Regions from separate parts of the Mus musculus genome. Here all the other regions are linked to region 2. A link is a contact called in public HiChIP or PLAC-seq data. All regions are on one chromosome and are shown on one strand. The core of a region is the stretch at or near the end of the contact, and the rest is flanking DNA. Distances in the headings are between cores, read along the strand shown.

The links. HiChIP or PLAC-seq counts read pairs in DNA pulled down with a chosen protein or histone mark.
Region 1: a FOXA1 HiChIP or PLAC-seq map of pancreatic cancer cells shows a contact between it and region 2. The contact joins two enhancer-like sites. A contact is called at or near these places in 3 of 484 Hi-C or Micro-C datasets (the G1E-ER4 cell line, the HPC-7 cell line and embryonic fibroblasts), 3 of 115 datasets of contacts at active chromatin or transcription factors (double positive thymocytes, epiblast stem cells and pancreatic cancer cells) and 3 of 9 other capture datasets (adipose tissue, liver and pancreatic islet).
Region 3: a contact with region 2 is called in an H3K27ac HiChIP or PLAC-seq map of trophoblast stem cells, with 9 read pairs. The contact joins two enhancer-like sites. A contact is called at or near these places in 2 of 115 datasets of contacts at active chromatin or transcription factors (double positive thymocytes and trophoblast stem cells) and 2 of 9 other capture datasets (adipose tissue and liver).
Region 4: a FOXA1 HiChIP or PLAC-seq map of pancreatic cancer cells shows a contact between it and region 2. The contact joins the promoter of 4833412C05Rik here to the enhancer-like site in region 2. A contact is called at or near these places in 1 of 39 promoter capture datasets (embryonic stem cells), 1 of 484 Hi-C or Micro-C datasets (the HPC-7 cell line), 4 of 115 datasets of contacts at active chromatin or transcription factors (embryonic stem cells, extraembryonic endoderm stem cells, pancreatic cancer cells and 1 more) and 3 of 9 other capture datasets (embryonic stem cells, embryonic tail and embryonic trunk).

The regions. Positions count from the first base shown.
Region 1 is chr7:68,179,921-68,182,620 of GRCm38.p6, reverse strand. The region is part of intron 5 of Igf1r (insulin-like growth factor I receptor); the gene reads right to left. Among named protein-coding and RNA genes, the nearest start is that of Gm51487, 24 kb to the right of the region's middle. Within about 2 kb of position 1,265, at least 25 of the 459 cell types and tissues checked have an H3K27ac peak or open chromatin away from gene starts, as enhancers often do. A contact at or near this core is called in embryonic fibroblasts and pancreatic cancer cells, where this site is marked.
Region 2 is chr7:68,020,217-68,022,916 of GRCm38.p6, reverse strand. The region is part of intron 2 of Igf1r (insulin-like growth factor I receptor); the gene reads right to left. Among named protein-coding and RNA genes, the nearest start is that of Igf1r, 69 kb to the right of the region's middle. Within about 2 kb of position 1,301, at least 134 of the 459 cell types and tissues checked have an H3K27ac peak or open chromatin away from gene starts, as enhancers often do. A contact at or near this core is called in embryonic fibroblasts, extraembryonic endoderm stem cells, pancreatic cancer cells and 1 more, where this site is marked.
Region 3 is chr7:68,258,675-68,261,374 of GRCm38.p6, reverse strand. The region is part of intron 1 of Pgpep1l (pyroglutamyl-peptidase I-like); the gene reads left to right. Among named protein-coding and RNA genes, the nearest start is that of Pgpep1l, 4.2 kb to the left of the region's middle. Within about 2 kb of position 1,449, at least 34 of the 459 cell types and tissues checked have an H3K27ac peak or open chromatin away from gene starts, as enhancers often do. A contact at or near this core is called in trophoblast stem cells, where this site is marked.
Region 4 is chr7:67,802,061-67,804,760 of GRCm38.p6, reverse strand. It overlaps 4833412C05Rik (RIKEN cDNA 4833412C05 gene), which reads left to right and starts at 1,265. Exons shown (of 3, transcript NR_045954.1): 1 at 1,265-1,396. Gm34350 (a long non-coding RNA gene) reads right to left here and starts at 1,572. Exons shown (of 3, transcript XR_391567.3): 1 at 1,401-1,572.

The DNA.
Region 1 (2,700 bases), core at 16-2,515, 160 kb before region 2:
CCTGGGTCCACCCAGAAACTACCAGGCCGGCCACGGCACTGTTTCCAAGGCCTAACTTCCACTAGAGGGGAGATATGGGCATGGCCAAAGGGAAGATAGCTATCTTAGGGGGCCAAGGGGAGAGCAAGGATTCTACTTGGGTGTCTGCATAAGTTTTTTTTTTTTTTTTAAACAGTTATTTCTAAATCCACCCACAGACCAGACAAACATGTCCCAAAGTCCTGTTCTGCCCTAAAGGCTGTGTCCACCTAGGCACCACCTGCTGAGAGTCCTCACCCACATTAGAACTACTGCCTAGGGGGTCTGCTTTCAACATGACCTTCACATACTGAGAAATGAGTTACAGCTGCAGGGTTGCCAAGCCTCTCCCGACACTTCCTGGAGAACTCATTAGGGAGCTCAGAGGCCAGGACCCAGGACCGGAAGAGCCATGAATTCCCCACAGGACAAGCCACAGGCAGTTTCCTCGGTGCTATGAAGAGCAGCGTTCATGTGCGTAGGTGAAGTCTGAGGTCTCGTTGGTTTTAAGATTCCTTATGAGAGCCAGTGAGATGGCTCATGCGTGCAAGAGTACTTACATCACAAGTCTGGTGATCAGGACCCCGAGAAGGAAGAACAGTTACTGTGTAAGGCTGTCCTCTGACCTCTGCACATACATCCCTCTCATAGGTAAGAGTCCTCACATGGAGGAGTCGGAGCTCAAGTGTGAGCTAAGCAGTTGAATGGAAGCCCCAACCCTCCTTGAGCACTTCTGCGCAGGCTTCAGCGCAGGGTCTGCACACGCACGGGCTCAATGAGCCGCTAGCCTTTGGTAAGGAGTGTTCCCCTACCATGCTTGTTTATTGGAGTAGGAAACAAAGACCCTGATCAAAGGAATCCAGATCGTAGTACCTAAGAGTGTATGTCCTAGGGAGGTCCTTGGATACCTGTCAGTCAGAACTGCCACCTACGGGACCCACCAATGTTCACTCTTATTGATATGGGGGTGGTCAGGATAGGCAGACAACTGAAGGATAGGTGTAATGGTGGAAAGATTGGGTCCCATTAGGTGTCTTGCCTAACCATGGGCCATTCTTAAACTGCTGCCTCAACGCTAACCTCACCGGTCTGGCTGCTCCCAAGTCTTGAGAGTCCCAGGAGACAAAAATCTCCTGTTATTGAAGACACCTCCAGGCCGGATACAAGGGCCAACTAATCAGGTCAAACTCCCATCTCCATCTAGGCCAAGGCCTCTTAGTAAACTAATTTCTCAAGCAGGAAACAGAATTGTACTGAAAATACCTTCCTTCTGAGCCACACATTCTTCTCCCCAGGGAGGGAGCATGAATTAGAAACCAGGAATTTGACAAATGAATGGCAGGCACATAGAAACTCAGGGTATTTGACTAATCACTTTGAAAAGCAAGATTATCTTTTCACAGTAAACACAAACTTTCTCTCTTTAAACAATGCAGAGAAGGCTGGGAGCCAGAATACCAATATCAATAAAATCCAGGCATTGTGGAGCCTACAGAAGGTAAAGAAAAATAAAAACCTTCACCAAAATAATAATCAACCTGCTGGGGAGGGCCCGTCCACACAGTGCCTGCTTCCCAACCCCCACCCGAGGCCTGCCTCCTCAACACCTTCTGCAATAGTGAGAGTTAAGAGATATCCCCAGGTGGAGATTTGTCTACACACCTTCAAGATACTAATGTCCTTGAATGGTCATTGTTTTCTCAGGGAGATGACTAGTTAAGGGAACCACTCAATAAATGCGACTTCATAAATCGTTTCTAAGCTCACTGCCTTTTTACATCCACAGAATATTTTTAAAAACCAAACTGTTCATTTTTTTTCCTTTGGCTCCTACACGCTGTATGATCTCCCGGAGTTTTATTGAGTGGTATTTTGGCTCTTAGTTCGATCCTTCCTTCTTTCCTACCTTCCTTTCTGCACCCCCCCCACCCCCTCAAGACAGGGTTTCTCTGTGTAGCCCTGGCTGTCCTGGAACTTACTCTGTAGACCAGGCTGGCCTAGAACTCAGAAATCCACCTGCCTCTGCCTCCCAAGTGCTGGGACTAAAGAAATGTGCCACCACTGCCTGGTAGCTTGTAGCTTTTTCAACATTAGAAAAAAAAATCCCCTCTATTGGATGGGTTTCACCTGCCAATGCATAGACCTACTAGGATGGTTAGTCAACAATTTGGGGGCCCTGTCACATGATAAGCTCACAGCCAACACTTAGCTATGATCTGTGGCTACCATTTCTAGGCCTCCCTTTTAAGTGAAGACTGCAGGGGACCGAGTGTAGAGTCTTCCATGTAGGAACTGATAACCAGGCCCAAGCACCTTCTCCACTGCTTATGAAGTGGCACCTGAATGGTTTACTCAGCTTCTCTAGGGCTGCTGGTTCTCAGCTGCCCATGGAGCTATCTTTTCTGGTCTCTTCGGGCCCCGAGGCCAATTGAGAAGAACTGGATGCTAAATATAAAAGGACGTTATAAGCTTTGAATCACCTCACAAAGGCACAGGATGACCTGTGCTACTCTCTGAACTGTCAAAAGTCCCCCAGAACAAAGTCACAGAAAATAGGTAAGTCCTGCACCTTGATACAGGCAGGGCTGAGCTCAAGGTCTCCAGCCTACACAGGACCCCTCTTTCAAGCTCTTACTGGCATCCTGGAAGCACAGACAACCAATAACTCATATCCATTTTTGC
Region 2 (2,700 bases), core at 52-2,551:
AACTGCCCCCATTTCAGCAACGTTCTCAGGCCAGTCTTGCCTACTCACAGTTCTTTTCAAAGGGAAGGGAGAGGGTATCTAGAGTTAGACACCTAGTGAATCTTCCACAGGTCAGTTCTGTTGCTCAAAATGTTAAGTTAGATCTGATTCCTACCATGAGAATTTTGCTGCCGCCTGACAGACCCACCGGAGAAAAAGATGTCATCTAAAAACTGTAGATTAAAACCGTGCTGGCCAATGCTTAGGAGCTGGCAGAGCCCAGGGCTGACTCTGCCGATGGCTCCGAGGAGCAGCAGCACAGATGTCTGCTCTGGGTCAGATTTAAAGAGCTGTGGCAGAGCATCCCCCATCACTAACTCCTGCCTGGGCTCTGTCCCTGGAAGTCTACCGTTGATCACTGATCTATCAGCAGGCACCATGAGAGGCAACTGAGACCAACCCAGCACCAAGCCAGACCCGCTCACTAGAAGCAGCAGGAAGGCGGCCAACCCCAGCCCCGTTTTAAGGTCGCTACATGTGGGTCTACAGTACAAGAAGAACTTAAGGTGACCTGACACTCCCACCTCACCCTGCCAGCCAGCCTCCTACAGACAAACAAAAGCATCCAGTGAAGACAGCCACACCGGCAGGATTTCTCCTCAAACATAAGCTCTTGGTAAAATACCTACCTGGAGTAACTGTGTGTTTACAGGTCTGGAAAGGTGAAGAACAGAAATACAGTTTAAAGTGAGTTTTTAAAGTCCTCCCCAGTGAATAAAGAGGCCACCTCTGCTCCTATCTCCTGCCTCCCCCACCCTCCTTTGATAGGAAAAAGACAAAAAGAGAGGTAGTTTTGAGTCAGCTATGATGGATCTGCCACAGGGCCTAGAGAACTTTCTGGGCCAGGCAGCCCTGGCCCAGCCTGCATTCTTTTGGGGTGACAGAGCACCCAGCGGTTTCCCTGTCCTCCAACCACTGCAGCTTGGTGACTAAGTCCACAGGAATTCCAGTCAGTGCTAGACCCACCCGGAGGACAGGCAGACACAGGACAGGCAGGGAGGGCCCTCACTGCCCAGGCCCTAGTCATGAAGAAACCTACACTCTTCAGTCCTTGTATGTGGGAATCAGGGACATGGTGGTTAGGAGAAGAGCCCATCTGTGCTCAGGTGACACCCAGGAGTACAAGGCTCTGCAATAGCATCTGGGTCCATACTTGGGCCTTATTTCACAACAGGTCAGAAAGCCAAGTTATACATATACCTCTGTAACTCTTGAAAAGACACCCAGTAAATGTTGGTGGGTCTGAGTCGGCAACCTGGAGGTCAGCTTTCACAAGTAAAAGGCAAGAAAGTAAACGCCAGCTCATACCACCGACCTCAGTCACTGTTCCGGAGCCCAATTCAGGGTGGAAACCTGCAGTCCAGGGTCTGCTTTGATAAATTACATCCTGAGGCTTTATATATTTTACTATCTGTGATGAGTGATAGATAAAAAGATAGAAAGTTTACTGTAAACCACATCCCTTTCTTCCTCTACCACAACCTGCCATTCATCAGAGCCGGAACATCCATTTCCTTACAATTAAAGAATAGTTTGAAAATAAAGTCTCCCCAGTTAAAATAATCAGCCAAACAAAGGTGCTTGATCAATGATCAACATCAAAGTTTTGCCTCCCAAATAAAAATAATGAATCTATGTTTAAAAACAAAAATCAATAGTGCTTGGGGAAGAGGAGTCAGACAAAGGCAAGCAAGGTCTTACAACTCAGAGCCACGCTGCCGTGCGACTAAGCAGCCATAACTAACGATGCTCAGGTCATTCGTGAGGAAGGGGGACAAGGAGAGACAGGTGACCAGTGGCAAGGAAGGAAGGCATGGAGGGACATTAGATGAGGAAGGGTAGAGAGATGGAGAGAAGGAAGAGAAGGTGGACCTACAGGTAAAGGAGGAGGGGCAAGCAGGAGGACACCTGCCAACAGAACTCTGACTGTATTTATTAATCACTATGGAGATTCCCTGCCACATAAGATATACAAATATACAAGCCTAATCATCCTTAAGAATTCACCCAGCAGGGCCTCAGCCTTCTGCCAAGCAAGAGAGGCCATTAAAGTCATTCCCACAAGAGGGCAGGGCTAGAGACTTAGCTAGCTGCAAGGTACCTTGCATAACTTATGCCAGGACTCTGTGCTTCAGTTTCCTGGCCATGGAGGGAATTGGCAGTGTGCTGGTTGGTTTTCTGTCAACTGGACATAAACCCAGACGTAACTGAGAAAGGGGAAATCTCTGTGGAAGAACTGCTGCCATCAGATTGGCTTGTGGAGCATTTTCTTGATTAATGATTAATACAGAGAGACCCAGATTGCTGGGGTGGGGTCCGCCCCTGAGCAAGGCGGTCCTGGGTGATATAAGAAAGCAGGTTGAATAAGCCAGCAAGCAGCATCCCTCTACAGCTTCAGCTTCAGTTCCCACCCTCAGGATTGAGTTCCTGCCTCGGCTTCCCTTCATGAAGTGCTGCGTTTGGGACATATCACCAAAATAAATGCTTTCCTTGTGATGTCGCTATTGCTTGGGTACAAAAATAGAAAGCAAACTATGGCAGGCAGTATAGAGATCAGAGGAAAAAAAAACTCTTGAGCTGTGTAGAACCTGGCCATTGCTCAAAAGATGCCACTCCAGTCATTAGACACAGTCCTTTCCTAGAGAGTTAACACAGGTGTTC
Region 3 (2,700 bases), core at 200-2,699, 240 kb before region 2:
CAATTAACAAGAATTGTTGAGGAATTGGGTTGGCTTGTGGACATGGTTTTTTTTTGGAGGATTATCTTAGTTAAGCTAATTGATATAAGCAGAACCATTCCCTAGGCAATGATTGGCCTGTGGGCATGTCAACATTTCCTAGGAATGTTGGCCTGTGAGTATGTCTGTGCCCACAAGTAAGACAATTGGCTAATTGATATGAGAAGGCCCAGCCCACTGTAGGTGGTACCATTCCTTAGGCTGGAGATCCTTGAGCTGTAGGAGAGAGGAGAAATCAAACTGAGCACAAGCAAGTGAGCATGTGTGCATCTCTCTGCTCTTTGACTGTGGATGCTATGTGACTGTTGTTTGAAGTCCTGCCTCAACTTTCCCACAGTGATGGGCTATAACATAATTATATGCTGAAATGAATTCCTCTCTCCTCTAAGTTGCTTTCGTTGTTGTTTTTATTACAGCAACAGTTAAAGTAGAACACTTATTTAAAACCTATGGAAGGATATATAGATAGTTTACAGCTTTAGAGTTGTTAGAGTGGAGAACACTACTGTAAACAGTAGTTTCCAGTTCTGAGATCAGTGGCCAGGTGTATACATGTTACTCAGTCCACTTTCAGCTCTAAAAAAAAAAAAAATTGGGGCTCAGCGGTTAAGAGCACTGACTGCTCTTCCAAAGGTCCTGAGTTCAAATCCCAGCAACCACACGGTGGCTCACAACCACCCATAACATAACAAGGTCTGATGCCCTCTTCTGGAGCTTCTGAAGACAGCTACAGTGTACTCACATATAATAATAATAAATAAATCTTTTTTTTAAATCTATCACCATATTGCAAAGTAGTGTCTTCCATTCCTATCAATATGTGAGACCCAGTTTCTCATTCTTTCTTTGTTTGTTTGTTTAAGATTTTATTTATTCATTGTATGTATATGAGTACACTGTAGTTGTACAGATGGTTGTGGGCCATCATGTCATTGCTGGGAATTAAATTCAGTACCTCCGCTGGCTCCGGCCCCGCTGGCTCCAGCCCAAAGATTTATTTATTGTTAGACCTTTTAAATATATCACATAATAGTCTTTATACAATAGATAAGTGCTTTCTCAGTAATAACCTCTTAACAGAGTTTTTATTTTTTATTTTTAACAGAGTTTTTAAAAGAGCCAACATTCTTAACTCTGTGGCTGTATTTTTGCTTGTCTTGTTTTAAAACAAGCTCTTGGGTGGTGGTAGTGCACACCTTTAGTCCCAGCAGATACTGGCAGATCCCTATGAACTGGTCGAGAGAGCAAGTTACAGAAAAGTCAAGGTTACACAGAGAAACCCTGCTAACTAAGGTTGAGATCTGCTATGTCTAGATGGCTTATCTGAGCTCAGTGCAAAATGGAGGACTCTATACCATCTGGGCTTCCCCTTCTCTGACCTTGTCTAGGGGACTCCCTATACTCTCTACCTGGGAAAGGTCAAGTAGCCTCGGAAGACCAACAAACTTCCTCTTTTCCGCAGAAGAACCCACCCAACAAGTACCCGGGATTCCTGAAATGCCTCTCCATACAAATGAGGAATTCCAAGAACTTTAAACTCTAACCAATGATTTTCATTTACCCTGAAAACTCCTTCACACTCTCCAAGGTCCTGGTTTACCCCAAATAAAGTGTATTCGTACAAGCCCCACCCTAGTAGAGGTATGGAGGTATGCTCACAAACCAAGATCGGCTAAGAGAGCTGTTTTCATTGAAGATTGTTGGAGAAGGCCTTCTTCTAAAAGAGCTGTAACTCTAAGATCCTTCGGGAAGGCCTTCTCTCCCTTCCCTCCCCCTCCCCCCACTAGCACTCACTCCCAGCAGGACCCTAATCCTGTATAACCCTCCCCCCCCCCCCATTCTGGACACTGTTTCATCCTTCCCACCCAGTGTGCAGTGGCATCTGGATACCTCCCTGACTATGTTTCATACAGTCAATTCTGAGGAAGCCCCCAGATTAGCAAGGCTGAGGTTCTCTGGGGCCTATAGAACTTGTTGCCAGGTGATAGAACTTGTTACTGGGTAGTGTGGGCTGGTTTGAGCAAACCTGGGTATCTTTGGTTTCAGGTTTTGGGCCCTTCCGGCAGCACCTAGTGAATTCCAGCTGGGAAGCCGTGAAGGTAAATCCTGCCGTTTGCCCCCCCCCCCCCCCCCCCCCGGGCCAACCTGGTTCCTTCTGTGGCTCTTGGGAAACCCCAATGCCAATGCGCGGGACTCCTAAGAAACCAGAGTCACCTTGGAAGGAAGGCAAGCAGTGGGCCCCTGGAAGAAAGGCTTGTATTTGGTCCTGGAATGGTGTGACTTGCCTGGTCAGGTACTTCTCTCGTTTGTCCAGGGACACTCCTAGGTGGGACCAAGGCCCATGTAGGCTCTACTCTACGTAGGGCTAGATTCTTGCCCTCTCTTCCTTTGGATGTGGGGTCTGGGGAAAGTCATTTTCACCAGCTCTTGTCCTCACCTACGCATGCGGAAGTGATAACATGGATGTCTCTGGCCTCCACTGACAGCTCAGGGTGAGGGCAGCCTTGTCCACACTGCTCTGTGTGAGCCCAGCATGGGGCGTGGGTGAGAACCTGGCCAGTGCTCGTGACTGTCGACAGCACGCTTGCTTTTGAGGACATAGCTAACCAGGAGAAGGGAAGTCCTCTGACCGCCCACTGTGCATAGGAGGGCAGGACTCCC
Region 4 (2,700 bases), core at 16-2,515, 220 kb after region 2:
TGCAAGTGTTCTTAACCACTACAGCCCAAATCTTGGCGTTTTGTTTTTGTTTTTGTTTTTGTTTTGAGACAGAATGTAATTATATAGCCCTGACTGGCCCTCTAGGCTCAAACTCACTAAGCCCCCTGCTTCCTGAGTGCTGGGATGAAAGGCAAGTGTTAAAGTGTTGGGAGGCCACTATGCCCTGCCAGCTCCCTGTGATACCCCTGGGCTTTACCTGGAGGAGTCACTGGAAGGGGCGGCGGCAAGGGTGGGGGTGGGGGGCGTGCGTGCGTGCGTGCGTGTGTGTGTGTGTGTGTGTGTGTGTGTGTGTGTGTGTGTGTGTGTGTGTGTGGCAGTTCTCAATCACTGAAACAAACATTGGCTTTGGGGAACCAGCATTGTCCATTACTGTTGGGGTGACCAGAGCCTTTCTAACCTCAAGATAAAATGGTGGCAATTGTTCTCTTGCAGGAAGGTGTAGGAAAGGAACCAGCCACGTGGCGGTTCGAACTTAAAAACTCTTCGGGCCACAAGGAGGAAAGTGGGTCGCTTCACACCCCCAGGCTCACGGAGAGGCAGGAAGAGCAAGGAGGAGGCGGGGGGGGGGGGGTAGAGAGGAGATTGAGAGGAAAAAGGATGGGCAAGAAAGCGAATCTCCCAGCTGGTGCAGAGCCCCACACGGTGCCTTACTGACACACATCCAGAGATTCGAGTCCCCTGAACCCGCGTGGGTGACTTTGAAGCAGATTCCCGCCTGGCACAGCGCACTCTCCAGCCGCTCACGTGAAATCCATCAAGGCAAAGTCACACCCTACAGCCAGAGCAATTCGGGAAGCTTGACTCTCCCACAAACAAGGTATTGGGCTCTTTCCTCCCCATTCCCTTCCTCTGAAGCTTAGCTTCTCCCTCCGCATCACTGTCCACGTGCGGACTCATAAGGCGCCCACCCCCATCCGGGCGGGTCCCCACCCTAGGGCATTGGATCCTGCGGGTTGTTTACCAGCTGGCCATCTCCCCAGACCCTGCGCGGTGCCGCCACCTGCCGGTGGGAGACTGAACTGCACCCGCGGGTGCGGGCCAGCAACTGCGGGCTGATGACCCAACGCCGCAGGCATCCGAGGATAACCTTTCCCCTTTCTTTCCAAGACCAAATAAGGGGGCTCTTGCCTCTGTGAGCTGTGCCTGTGGCGGTTAAGCCAAGGGGCGTGGAAAGGAGGATCCCAGAACGAGGCTGACAGTCAGCTAAACAACCCACTACATTGTTCCCTCCCCACATGGCCTCCTCCCTGCTCCCCGGCAGTCCCCACATGCAGCAGCAGACTAGTGGGTAGAACTGCAGGGGTATGGAGACATCCCGAACTTCAGCAGCAGCAGTCCCAGCACCCCGCCCCCAACCTCAGGCATGAAGAGCAAGGTACCTGCAGTAGCTTACTCCTGGGTGTTGCCCAAGCTCAGGACCCTCGGGCCTGGGGGTCAGTAGGGCTGAGAGAAGCCTCAGACCTTGGGGAGGGGCGAGAGAGGTGACACTTGTAGAGGAGCTAGACAGGGCTGTCAGACCTCTGAACCTTGGCATCACCCACACAGAGGGAGTCACAGTGGCTGACAGTGTTCAGTAACCACAGAAACCAAGATTTGACCTATATTTTCAAACATGGCCTCGACTCCAGCTTCCCCTCCTTGAAATCGTAGTGAAAGCGTCTGACTTGACTTGTTATGAATGCTCCTCTTGCTTTAGATTCCAGAAGGCCACCCAGAAGGCAAATCAAGAAACCTCACTAGATGGTTTGTGGATAACGGGAGGGTCCTGATGGGTTCCAGGAAGGAGTCAGAGGCTCTCCTCGTTCACTACCTCTTACCGATCACAGTGGTGACTAGATGATTGCGCTCATGTATGTGCTTTTTGACTGTGTGCACTTTGGGTGTTTTGAGTGATGAAACAGAGGGGAGCAAACCAACACTTTGGTCAGGATGACAGAGTGCTTATAGCCTGTCCGATCCGAGCCTTGATTGAGCGCTCCCTGGGTGCTAACCACTGTTCTGAATATCCCACATCATTACCATCTGCAGGTACCTCTGCTACGGGGAAGGACCACGCCTTCAGAAACACAGCCTTCCTCCTACCACCCAGCCAGGTCACTAACTGGATTCAGGCTCAGGCCTTGGGGTTCCAGAGTGTATATACCCTTGACCCAAACCCTAAATGTTCATTAATAGGGATTTGATTCGTTTACTGTACACCCATGTAATGGAATCGTCTTTGGCTGCTTAAATGGGATGTAGACTAGGAATAATTGTCAGAGGCCAAATATCCACCACACACTGTTAAATGGACACAGCAGGGAGTCAACAGCGTGTATAAGTGGATCTTGTCCTGTGGCTGTTCAGAGGGGACTCATGGCAGCACTAAACTGTGGGCCTTGGTGGGTGGCGGAACTTTAGGTGGCTAATTTTACAGGGATGCTTTCTTCCTTCATTGCTGAGCTCTTTGTGATCCACTGTCAAGGCCGTGAATAAATCCCCCACAAAGTCTTCCCTGATCCCCCGAATTGGACACTAACGACCCCCGTGTCCCTCTGGTGTGGGAACTTGCGTGGGATGGTTTCTTAGTTACATAAGCTCTCGGCTCTATTGCCAGCTGAACTGATGACTTTGGAAGGGAGACATGAGCGGTGTCTCCGGTTTCCATGTTTCCTTTGTATCCTCTGTGGGATTCAAATA